2 separate regions of the Mus musculus genome follow, and region 1 is linked to region 2. A link is a contact called in public Hi-C data. All regions are on one chromosome and are shown on one strand. The core of a region is the stretch at or near the end of the contact, and the rest is flanking DNA. Distances in the headings are between cores, read along the strand shown. Region 1 holds the start of 4930578N18Rik (RIKEN cDNA 4930578N18 gene). Region 2 has its middle 48 kb from the start of Gm30116.

Region 1 (6,250 bases), core at 646-3,145, 780 kb after region 2:
CTGGAATCTACTAGTGACCTGTGCAAAGACAGAACTTTATAGTCAAATAATGATTTTTAAAATGAAAGTGAAAACAACCAAGGATGGGCCTTCCCTCCTCCCAAAGCTCAACCCTGGCTATATTCAAAGAACCCAGACTCCATCACCCACCCCCCATCCCAAGCGCAACACTGGTTGTGTTCAAAGAACCTAGACTTAACTGTTCTGGGACAGAGAATGCCTGAAAGCTCCTTTGCTTTCTCTTTCGATTTGCATTGGTCTAAATGCCATGTAATTACCAGAGTTAAAAGTTTCTCTCTTTCATTCCTTATATGTTTCTCCTTTTTTTATAAAATTATTTTCCTGCCAACAAAAATGATAGAATAGTCTTTGTAAAACTCACTTAATATTGCACCCCCCCCAAGTTCACTCATTTCTCTGATGATTATGAGACGAAGTACAAACATAGGCTTTGCCGTGGAGCCTGTACAACGAGGCCTCCTCCGCCAGTGGTACCTGACTATCCCTGAGCTTGATGAGCATCCTCATCCCTCTAAGGTCTGTTTGCTGAGTAAAGGAGGCCTGGTAATACCATACTGTGGGTCTGGGTACCAGAGGCTTTCCACGGAGATCTCTGGCCTTGCTTGGTATGAGAGTTCCAGCGAAGGGAAGCTTCAGAAGGGTAGACCTCTTCCCAAGTGTTACAGCTCTTAGGACAGAAGGTTTGGACTATGGAGTAGTTTGCACACACCTTTAATCCTTCCAAATAGGATTCCTATATACAGTTTTGGGGTACGTAAGGGTCTGACAACAGGTACTTCTCATTGGTTTGGTCTAAGAGCTTGGAAGAAACCTTATTTGTGTGTGGGAGGGCTTGGTGCTGCTCCTACTTGACTGATGACCACATATTCCTCTGTGGAGGGCTGTGGGAGGCTGTAGCTATGTGACAAGAGCCAGGGACCCAGGAGGCAAGACCAAACACCTTCTGTCCCATGCAGGTGGAAGTCACTGGGGTTCCAGACCTTTGCTTGACTGGGACCAGGCTGTCTGTGTACGGCCCATCACCCCACACCATATCCTGTGCTGTTAGAACCCACTCTTGAGTGATATGACACATATATCACTCTTGAGTGATATGACACATGATATAGAGCGTATAACTTTCTATGATTGTTGTGAGCAGGCTCTCTGGTGGTCATGAGAGTGAATACACTCAGACATGGCAGTTCAGAAACACGTGATAGAATTTCTACACAGAAACTGTCTTTAGTTCTTGCAGAGCTTGGCGGGGAGTATGTGTCTAATTCCCTGCCTCAAACACTTTACACTGGGGGTTGGAAACAGGTAGCTCCTACAGATGTAACCACTGTCCTCCAATATACTGTGCCTAGGATTGCACATACAGCTACCTGGACACACACACACAGAAAGAGAGACAGAGACAGAGACAAAGACAGACAAAGAAAGAAAGACAGAAACAGAGAGAAAGGGAGAAATAAAGGTACACAGAAAGACAGAAACACAGAGAGAGAGAGAGAGAGGGAGGGAGGGAGGGAGAGGGAAAGACAGACAGAGACAGTGACAAACAGAGAGAGAAGGAAAAGGGAGGGAGGGAGAGGGAGAGAAAGAGACCTAAAATCCTGATGTTACATGAGCCTTATCTCCTTGAAACATGTTGTTTCCTCTCCGTAGTGTGCCCTTTCCCTGACATTTCTGTCTGATACAATGTCCTATTCATCTTTCAGATTCAAATATCACCTTCCAACGGAGGCCTTCTTCACTCCCTTAGTTATTGACATGCTGTCCATAGGGAGCCCATAACTAGTTGATCACACCCCTTCCCTGGGATTTATGACATCATTTACACTTCATCACCATGGAGAGGAGTCATGCTTTATTACTCTCTGCGGTGGCCATTTCTGCTGCCAAGTATGGCATGGAGGAGATGTCCCTTCAAGACGGTTAGACACATAGTCTGCAGCAGAATGCCATTCATGGGTAAGAATGTTTTCTTCAGAGCACTGAGGATTTGGAGGCTAGACCTGTGAGCTGAGTGAGTTGAATGCTCGTTGGAGGGTAGCAAGAATGCTTTCTTCCTGAAAGACATGAGTCTGAAGGGCAGGCAGATCAAGGAGCGATAGCAAGAGATGCAGGTCCTCTGACTTCACCCCTGCTTTCCTGTCTGGCTCTGCTTATCGCTTGTAAATGTAGTTACCGGGTGTCAAGGAACCCTGGGAGAAGTTTTCATCTGAATTCTGAGGCGTGATATGCTCTCTCATGGTTTTCTTCTTCTTCTTCTTCTTCTTCTTCTTCTTCTTCTTCTTCTGAAGACTTGCTGTAGGAGAAAGAGCTCCTTCATGTTCTCACTGCCCTGAGTGGCTGACCTTCTCACAAGAAATGCCCCCAACTCCTCAGACAGGAGACACCACCTGCCATTGCAGCAGCAGTCTGGAGGCAGCAGACTGTGTTCGCATATTTGGTAATCAGCATGAACGCAGCCAGGAGAGGGGCCCAGCTGCGATGTCAGTTTCCCCTCATTAACACTGGGTCAAAATGACTCTGCTATCTTAAATGGCTCCTCTTTAATTAAATTAATGTCGACTTCTCTGTTCTACCCTGTCCTAGGAATTTTCAATCTGTTACTTAAGGCAACGGGAGAAAAAAAAAAGTTTTTTTTTTTCATTAATCCTGTTGCTTGAGTTATGATTTCTACAAAGAGCTTAATACAGATTAAACATAATTGAAGACCTATCACTTAAAAGAGCCCATTCTGTTGTGTCGTTTGCCAAATGCAGCATTGACTAGGCAGGGACAGGGGCTGGAATAGACAGATCAAGCCAAATACGAATATACCATGACCTCTGGAAGCCCAGAATCTGGGTAGAGAGAGAAGAAGGGCATGAAACAGTATAAGGTCAGGTGTTCTGTAGTGTAGTCATAAAGGCTTTGAGAAAGCTAAGCAGACTGGGAATACAGAAAAGGAGAAAGACAGTCTGCCACTATGGTGTGTATGGAGCCTCCTGTGTCTAGACCTGGACAAAGGTAAGGTAAAGACAGGGACAAAAAACCTACAGGGAACAGAGGAAGATCTGGGGGCAGAAACACCTGGAGTGTCCAATACAAAGCAAGGAGGGTGAGCGTCCAAATGGGTTGTGGGGAATGAGCTAAAAAAGTGGGGAACCAGATCTTGTTAGAGCCTGCAACAGGCATCCAGACTTCCAAGCAGGTCTAAATTACTATGACACTTGTGACAGGACTTTAATTAGATTCATGCTCAATGTACCTTACTCTTCTTAAGGACTGAAAATAAATGAGCCAATCTGGAATAAGGAAAAGCAAGAAAGTTATTCCTGGAGTCAATTGTTCTGTTATTTGTTATGCCCCGTACTTTTCTGCAAGAAATTGCCTTGTTAAAACATCTCATTTCTTTCCGCCCAAAGGACTTTGCATAAACTGAAATCAAATGGCTGTGGTGCCTTTCACAAAGTTGGGGGAAATTACCTCTTAGCTTGAAAGAAGTATCGCACTGGAGTGAGCCTCTGAGATATTTTGCCCCTTCTTAGAATTGGGAACAAAACACCCATCGAAGGAGTTACAGAGACACAGTTTGGAGATGAGACGAAAGGATAGACCATCTAGAGACTGCCATATCCGAGGATCCATCCCATAATCAGCTTCCAAACGCTGACACCATTTCATACACTAGCAAGATATTGCTGAAAGGACCCAGATAGAGCTGTCTCTTGTGAGACTATGCTGGGGCCTAGCAAACACAGAAGTGGATGCTCACAGTCAGCTATTGGATGGATCACAGGGCCCCCAATGGAGGAGCTAGAGAAAGTACCCAAGGAGCTAAAGGGATCTGCAATCCTATAGGTGGAACAACATTATGAACTAACCAGTACCTCCCGGAGCTCCTGTCTCTAGCTGCATATATATCAGAAGATGGCCTAGTAGGCCATCAGTGGAAAGACAGGCCCATTAGTCGTGAAAACTTTATATGCCTCAGTACAGGGGAACGACAGGGCCAAGAAGTGGGAGTGGGTGGGTGGGGGAGTGGGTGGGGGAGTGGGTGGGGAGCATGGGGGGGGACTTTTGGGATAGCATTGGAAATGTAAATGAAATAAATACCCAATAAAAAAAAAAAGAAAAAAAAAAGGAATTCTACCACATCGTTTTGAACAGTCTGCTCCAGGACAGTCTGCTTCACAACCTAAACCCACATGCTCTTATATGTCGGTTGCAAACTATGTCTGTACTTATAAGTCCATTTCCCGGGATGGGCAGTCAATCTCTAAGGTGGCGTGTGAGTCTTAGTTTGGTTCTGGGGTCCACGGCAGTAATCTAAAACTTGTTCTTTTTACCACTAATTAGCATCTGGCTTCCCCTGGGATGTTTGGTGTGTTGTTTGCAGCTTCTAAGCTGCTAAGGAAGCATCCTTTCTCTCTCTCTCTCTCTTTCTCTCTCTCTCTCTCTCTCTCCCTCTCCCTCTCCCTCTCCCTCTCCCTCTCCCTCTCCCTCTCCCTGTCCCTCTCCCTCTCCCTGTCCCTCTCCCTCTCCCTCTCTCTCTCTCTCTCTCTCTCTCTCTCTCTCTCTCTCTCTCTCACACACACACACACACACACACACACACACACCATGAACGAAATGGAAGAGAAAGAGGAAGAGAATGCATGTTGGACAATTTGAAGGCATTAAGGAGTTGTAGGACCCACAGATTATTTGGATCAGAGGTAAAGCCAGGTGTTTGACTGCAGTTTGTAGTCATTTGTTTCCATTGTTACCACTGTATTAAAGTGATTTGCCCTGTACAGGATGCAGATCTATCTCCTTATTCTGTCATGAGCTTCCTCAGGCAACTAAGACTAGACCATAGCTTAATTGAATATTAACATACCATTACTCCTAGGTGTATTTTTTTTTGCCACAGACTGCTTGCTGTTTCCTGTCACTCTTGATTTATTAATATCTGTGCACATATGTGCCTATATATGTATATTGACAATGGATGTAGACACTAGAAATTCTCTCTGTGAAGCTCATTTGTCCTCACCCATCTCCTTCAGTACTCATCCCCAACAGGCACGCTGTGGGTGTTTAGGGAAGAGTGGGGTTCCCTGTCCTCTGAAGGATGCCATGCAGAATTCTCAAAGTGGTGAGAACTCTGTTTGCCTGCATGTTCTCACTTGATACTGAGAAGAGAACAGCATGTTCAAATCTCTACTAAGGAGAACCGATCAGGGGTTACACCTCCACTAGGACATCACTGGGAAAGGTAAAAGAACCCTTTTCACTAATGCTGCCTTTCCCCCTGAAAGTTTCCAGGTTTTAACTACAGGTTTTTAGAACCATTGCCCTAATGGACCATTGTCCCTAATATCATTAGTTTATTATCTTCTACCCCATCCACACCTGGGGATCATTAAACTGCCCCAGTTTGTGACCAATGCAAGAAAACCTGAGAGGAAAGAAGTTGAGACATCACCATGGGAGTTGCCTCTTGGTCCCAACAATTTGAAAGCCTGAGTTTCTAAATCACAAGGAAAAATAAAGATTTTTTTTTATCACAAACAATTAGTAAGGTCCTCTCTGGAAGCCAAATATCATTATTGGAACAATTCTACGTGTTCATAACTATTCCAGAATGAAATAAGAATGCATGTAAGTCAATCAAGAGGATGTCATTTAAGGTCACGTGAAGGGCAGAATTCAGGTCCTGTACTTGCTGTCTCTATTGAGTTCCAGGAATACATTTACTTTCATGACAGCAATCACCAGCGTTGTGAATAAGGTTCCTACCACTGACTTTAAAGTTGAGGGATTATCCAGACAGCTATCACTAGGCATATGACCCCGTAAGGTCAGTGTTTATCCTCTGGCTAGAAGAGAAGAAAACTGGAGATTTAAGGCATCAAAGGGCTTGACCTCCTGTTGTTTGCTTGACTATCATGAGAACCAGAGATTCGGGATGTCCTTGGACTTCAAGAAACTGGATTCTGAAACCAACTAGTGTCTAGGAAGCAAACTCTCTTCACCGGTGGTTCTCGGGATTCCTAATGCTGCAACCCTTTAGTAGAGTTCCTCATGTTATGGTGACCTCCAGCCATAGAATTGCTTCACTGCTCCTTTAAAAACATAATTCTGCCACTGCTATGAATTGTCATGTAACTATATGATAAGCAGGATATCTTATATTACCTCTGGGAAAGGGTGGTTTGACCTCCCAAAAGGTCACAACCCATAGTTGGAGAACCACGGCTCTAGACTCTCC
Region 2 (6,316 bases), core at 1,013-3,512:
TAGACTTGGTTTAGCTGAGGTTTAAGAATGTGGACTTTATAGTTCATTGTCACATGTTTAGGCATATTGATGCTGACACTTCCTGCTAGGTCCCAATGAACAACCATTTCTTATAGAATTCTGTTTATGGGCAGTAAAAGCATTTTAATATAATCATGCCCAAAGGTCCCCATCATGATGAAATCTGATGAATTCTCAGACCACAGTTCCAGGTCCCAGATGTGTGCTACAACCATTTCACTCTCTCCAACCCCTGTCAATCAAGGCTGCCAAGCCTTGGTCACAGACACGATAACTACTGTTGCTTCATTTTTAACTTGCTCCATGTATGTCTTTTCCCTCTAGAGATAACTTTCATGAGAAATACCAGACCACACAGCCTGACAGTTCATTTAGGTGTCCTGAGAAATATAATTACTATGCTTTTCTAAAACTCTTGATCTTTGGGAACATGATTAAGCTCTTGTGGAATTTATAAATTCTTTTGTTTTCTTGTTTGGATTACACTCAGAAGTTTTATAATTAAGTAAAGGCTCAATAGAAATCCTCTTATTTATATGTAACTTGTTAGCCGACATTCATGTTGCTTATAGATGCGTATAATTCAGCAGGATAAGCTACTTAAACTCTTCGGAGAAAACCTTTTCAAAAGGAAAAGACTAGCAAGGCAAGATGGTGCCAAGAAAGTAGTTAAAGCACAAACGCATGGTTGGATAAATCATTCAGTCAGTCAAGGAAGAAAATATGATGAACTCTGACCTTCAAAGCTGGCATGTCTGAGGAGACGGTACACAATACAACCCGGTGATTTGGGGCATCCATGAATATAAAGGAAGACAAAAAGTTCCCCGAAGAGGAAACATTAGTCCTTCATGATGACTGAAGACAGATCTGCAGAAGCAACTCAGCAGCCCCCGCTTGAAGCAGTCCGGACATCTATGTATTTCACAAGGGTCTCCCTCAATCTTCAAGCAGATCTGAGACTTTATGGAAAACAGGGGTTTGCATTTGCTCTCGTTCTCTTTCATACATATTATTTCTCAAAGCCAAGCATCTGTGAGGAACTGATCGGCGGTGAATTTGAGGTCCTTGCTCTGACAAATATCCGGAAAGTGTGAGTCCGTGTTTGCATTTACAAACAAAGCGTTGCGCTGTAAAATTCAGCTAAGGAGTGTGTGCTGTCTTCCTAAGAAAAGAAGGAACAGGATATAGCCAGGCCTTCATCAAACAGTTCAGTTCTGAGTGAAACTATGTAGCCAGCACAGCTTGCTTGGAGAAGAAAGCAATTTAGACTCGATTTTAATGCACGTAAAAATAGTGAGGAAAAGCCTATTCTCTAGGAAGCCATGCCTAGTATTTGTCCAAACCAAACCAAAACGCAACACAACACAACCACAATAACAGAAAACCTCTGATAATGAGTATGACTGGCCAAAACTTAGGGGAGAAGGAAGTGAGAGGAAAGATGGAAAGACCATCAACAGAGAAGCAGGCTATAGAACTTTCTGGAACTCCTTCCAAAACTAAGGCAACACGCTGATCGTGTAAGTGAACCTGGATATCTTGGTGTCTGAAATAGTGTGAAAACACACCCAGACTGGAGGAAATTTATTTACATAAAGTGTTAAAAACAGAAACTCAGAGGCAGAGAACGGGGGGGGGGGGGGGGGGGGACCTGCCCATAAACCACACCTAGCTATTTTGACATCCTCTTTTTATAAGTTTACAGAACTGAATGGGATTGCTGTAGTTTGTGCCTCCCTATTTCCCACAGGCGCACTTTACCCTCTTGTATAAGGTCTAGTCAGGCTTCAGTGCCTAATCTCCATCCGGATGACTCCTGCAGTCAGGGATCTTGGTTGATTATTATATGCAAGCGCAATTAAAAAAAAAAAAAAACTAAAAAAGAATTGCTTCTATTTTTGAGCCTGGGTCCATGCATGTAAAATGATTCTGATTGGTTGTTAAAATTATACTTCTCAGGACACATGTAGTGTATCAGATAACCACAAGAGGGCAGTATAAGGCCAGCGTTCATACTTTAAAAATTAAAACATAAAAAAGTTTCTGCAAGTGAGATTTGATTAAAACAAAATCCTGTCTTCTAACGGTTAACAGAGAACCATGTTCCGTAATATTTCCAGACCCCATAGGCTGTTTGTAATAGAATGGAAAGAGAATGTCTGACTTTTGCTCACATCCGTTCCACCTCCAACCTGGCCCCTATCAGTTTTCAAACAGCCTAGCAAGGAATTTTCCAATTCAAAGGCTTTTGCACATTCTGTTTATATCTGCCTGGGACACTCCCTAACCCTGCCTTAATCTTCATGGTCCCTGTTTAACCGCAATTTCCTTAGACTGCTTTCAAAGCCGTTAGACTTTAAAGCAGGTTTCTCTCCCACAACTCCCAACTGCGTATGTCAGCAGCCCATGTATATAAGACATGGCATTTATCCTCATTTAGAAATATTTTGTGTGCCTTCCTATTTAATTTTTTTTTTCGATTTCATCCAAGAATCCTCTAAGCTTCATGAATTTAAAAATGTCTCGCTGCAGCAAGACTTTTTAATCCCTGGACTTCAGTACAGTGGGGCATCATAAAGGTTCAGAACTGTCTGCCAAATGAATAAATCTTAATGACCATGGCTTATTTTTTCCCACCAGATTCAAGCAAGTCTGACCCCTCTCATATAATCCCTTACCATGGTAACAAGAAAAACATTTTTTCCTTATGTTTTCTTGCTATGTGGCGCAGGGACTTCCCTGGAATTTAAATGAATTCATATGAGTTCTGACTGATTTGATTTAGGTTATTTCTCTTCCATTAAAAAAAAGAAAAGTCCCTTCTTTGGATGAGGTCTTTTGGTATTTCAGGAGGACACAGACATTAAGGAAGGGGAGTAGCTGAGCAGCTGGTGGGAGAGAGAGTTAGTTATCATTAAGGGCATGACCACACTTCACTCAGCATCGGATAGCCACGCACCTAAAACTGTAAGAGCAGCAGAAATAGGATCGCGAAGACAAAACAGGACAACCGCAGTGATATAAGCCTAGAATACTAGCATTTGGGAGGCTGAGACAGGAGTGCCCAACCCACTTTATTTACACAACTAGACTCTTTCTACAATACATAAGGAGGAGGAGGAGGAGGAGGAGGAGGAGGAGGAGGGGAGGAGGACTGGAAAGAAAAGGAGTGGGAAATTGAAGGGATGGAGGAAATCCACAGTAGTGATGACCAATCGTAAGGCTACCCTTGCACAGTCCTAGAATAAGGGGCATAACCAGAGGTCTGTGACCAATCGCTCAATGACTTTCACTCCACACATAGCAGGATACTGTCATACAAATTGTTGTTTAAGAAAATGAGTGTTTCCTGAAGGTTGCAAAAGATGCTATGGTTGATTTTAAATAGGTGATTTTTTCTTTGTTTTTATTTTATTTTATTTTTTATTTATTTATATTATTATTATTATTATTGCCATGGAACAGCTGCCTAGAATGTAACTCTGACCATCCTCATAGCCTGTAGAACCCAGGCATACCGCAGTAAATTTAAGGTCTTCGCCATCTGTGGTTTTGAAAATCATCAGATCAACCCTTATCAGGAAGAAGTGGAATTCTCTAATAATAAAATGATTTTTCTGATAGAAGCCCCAAGGCCGTGATTTCCCCCTTGCCAATATTATATCCCATCCCAGCAAGGAATGGGGAAAGGACAGAGCAGTGCCCACTGGTATACGGCAAAAGCTCCATGCCCAAGAAGATATGCTGCCAAGTGGAACTCAAAGAAGTCCAAAATGGCTGACCACTGACTGAAGGAGACAGCTCACAATACAACATCTCTGTCTTAAATGTGAGCACTGCTCAGTGCCAGAGAGATATCAACCGCCCTGTACCCTGTGGAGAAAATCCTCACACATTAGCACACCCTTGACTGTGTTTTTAAGTATCTTGGAAAGGAAGGTTAAGTAAATGACCTCATTTTAGTACTTGGCAATTTATCCATTTTCATTTCCAAGATTCTAAAGTCCGTTACTCAACTTAAAAACAAGATTGCAACAAATCTAAATGTTGTGTAAGTCAGCCCACCCACCTCCAAAAAAAAAAGAAAGAAACAAAGAAACAAAGGAAGAAAGAAAAAAATAGAAAACAACCATGTAAGCAGATATGAATAATTGGGTCTCTAAAATGAAGCATTAAATGGTTCCTCGATGGAGAAAAGTCTTTGAATAGAAGCCTTTTTAGTGATGGCTCTGCTTTTCAGTCCAGGTTCTATTTCAGTCTCAGATAATTCACCAACACCTATGCACACCTGGAAACATCTGCGGCTCTATGCAATGTCAACTTTTATTATAGTTTATTCGCACCTGCATAGCGTTCATTAGAATTTTTTTTTTTGCTTATTTTTTTTTTTTTGCTTATTTTTTCCCCTGAATCCTACCACATCCTAACCAGGTGTTCTACCCCTCCTAGAATCTGCTATTCTTGGAATGTATTGTCTAGTTCTTTTTCAAAACCAAAAAGTGACTTTATGCAAGTTTGAATGAAATTAACTTATGTTTAACTTGCTTCTGCCCCTTTTATGTGCTCTGGGCATTTAGGTGTATTTATGTAATTTCATGGTTAATGGTTGCTTTTGACAGCCTTTATTCGTGGTTCCCCAGCAGATATTTTCTGTTTCTCTCAGGATTTTTAAATCTCAAGTGAATCAGTGTTTACTTCTGTTTTCTGTTGTCTGTGGCCTGTGACACGTCTGTTCATATGTCACTGACACAATCCTTATGCTGACAACAGGTCTGACAGATGGACTCTACATTACTGACATGTAAACTTGAAGTATATTTAGAAACCTAAGAATCACAATACATTTGTTTCCTCACAAGCAAAACTGGAGCATCCTGTTTTTCTAAAAGCCAATTATGTTGATGTTGACTATTAAAAAAAAAAAAAAGTCAGAAGCAGTAATTAAATAAATGTCAATAAGATGACCTTACAATATTTAAGTTGAATCCAGACACATATATAAGACATACACAAATTTCAATCCATACAATATTAACACCTTCAGAAGTTTCCTCTGTGAAAAAAAAAATCAAAATGAGAACCTATGGTCACTTGATCTTTGACAAGGGAGCTAAAACCATCCAGTGGAAAGAAGACAGCATCTTCAACAAATGGTGCTGGCTCAACTGGCAGTTATCATGTAAAAGAATGCGAATTGATCCATTCTTATCTCCTTGTACAAAGCTCAAGTCTAAGTGGATCAAAGAACTCCACATAAAACCAGAGACACTGAAACTTACAGAGGAGAAAGTGGGAAGAGCCTCGAAGATACGGGCACAGGGGGAAGATTCCTGAACAAAATACGAATGGCTTGTGCTGTAAGATCAAGAATTGACAAATGGGACCTCAAAAATATTGCAAAGCTTCTGTAAGGCAAAATTATAAATCAACAGTTATTTTAATTAATACTATGCTTTACTAGCAGAATAACAGTTGGTTCCCCCTAGGTCCTGCCGTTTGTCTAGCCACAGATTCTTGGCCATGAGAACTGTGCCAGATATGGGTTCCACCTTGTGTAGTGGGCATCTTCTTGGGCATAGAGCTCCTGCCAGAACCCAATGAGCAGAGCTATCTTCCTTCCCTGTTCCTTCCCAGACTGGAATAATATTATAATAATTATATATCATAATAATTATTATAATAATATTGGGAAAACACAGCCTCAGGACTCCTATCACAAAATCATTTTATTGTTATGGAATTTCACTTATTCCTCCTGAGCTTTGGTCCAGTGGTCTCCAAACCAGAGGTGGAGAAGATCTTAAGTTCACCGAGGTGTGTCTGTATTCTTCAGCCATTGAAGATGCTCAGACTTTATACCCTACCATGCTATCCTGGGACACAAAAGAATAAACAAACAAACAAACAAACAAAAAAACCAACTTCACCTATTTACAATTAACCATGGCATCTTGTATAGTACTACAGTGTTTCAAATTATTTTAAGAGTGGGAAAAGTATATTACCATAATGCAACGTATAGAAATTAAAGAAATGTATATGCAGCTCTGTAGATGATGTTGGTTAATGTGGATATTGATCAGTCTAGAGTCCCTATAGAACTGTAGAGTCCCAAAACCATTCACCACATCATATGGAACTATTTTCTCTCTTCGTGAGTTATACTCTAATGTCAGAGGCTAAGAGGAGGATTTATGCTGAGAAGAAGTAATATGCATTATAAGTTCCCAAAATTACTTTTCTTTATTATTCTAATACTGCTCTCTCTGTGTTGATGTGAGACTCATTAGGA

What was found. A called contact is a pair of places that touch in the nucleus more often than the background predicts.
Region 1: a Hi-C map of the G1E-ER4 cell line shows a contact between it and region 2, with 2.9 times the contacts expected there. The contact joins the promoter of 4930578N18Rik here to the enhancer-like site in region 2.

What each region holds. Positions count from the first base shown.
Region 1 is chr16:76,120,718-76,126,967 of GRCm38.p6, forward strand. 4930578N18Rik (RIKEN cDNA 4930578N18 gene) reads left to right here and starts at 1,896. Exons shown (of 3, transcript NR_040575.1): 1 at 1,896-1,977.
Region 2 is chr16:75,341,464-75,347,779 of GRCm38.p6, forward strand. It overlaps a transcript of Robo2 not described here. Among named protein-coding and RNA genes, the nearest start is that of Gm30116, 48 kb to the right of the region's middle. Within about 2 kb of position 2,263, at least 25 of the 459 cell types and tissues checked have an H3K27ac peak or open chromatin away from gene starts, as enhancers often do. A contact at or near this core is called in the G1E-ER4 cell line, where this site is marked.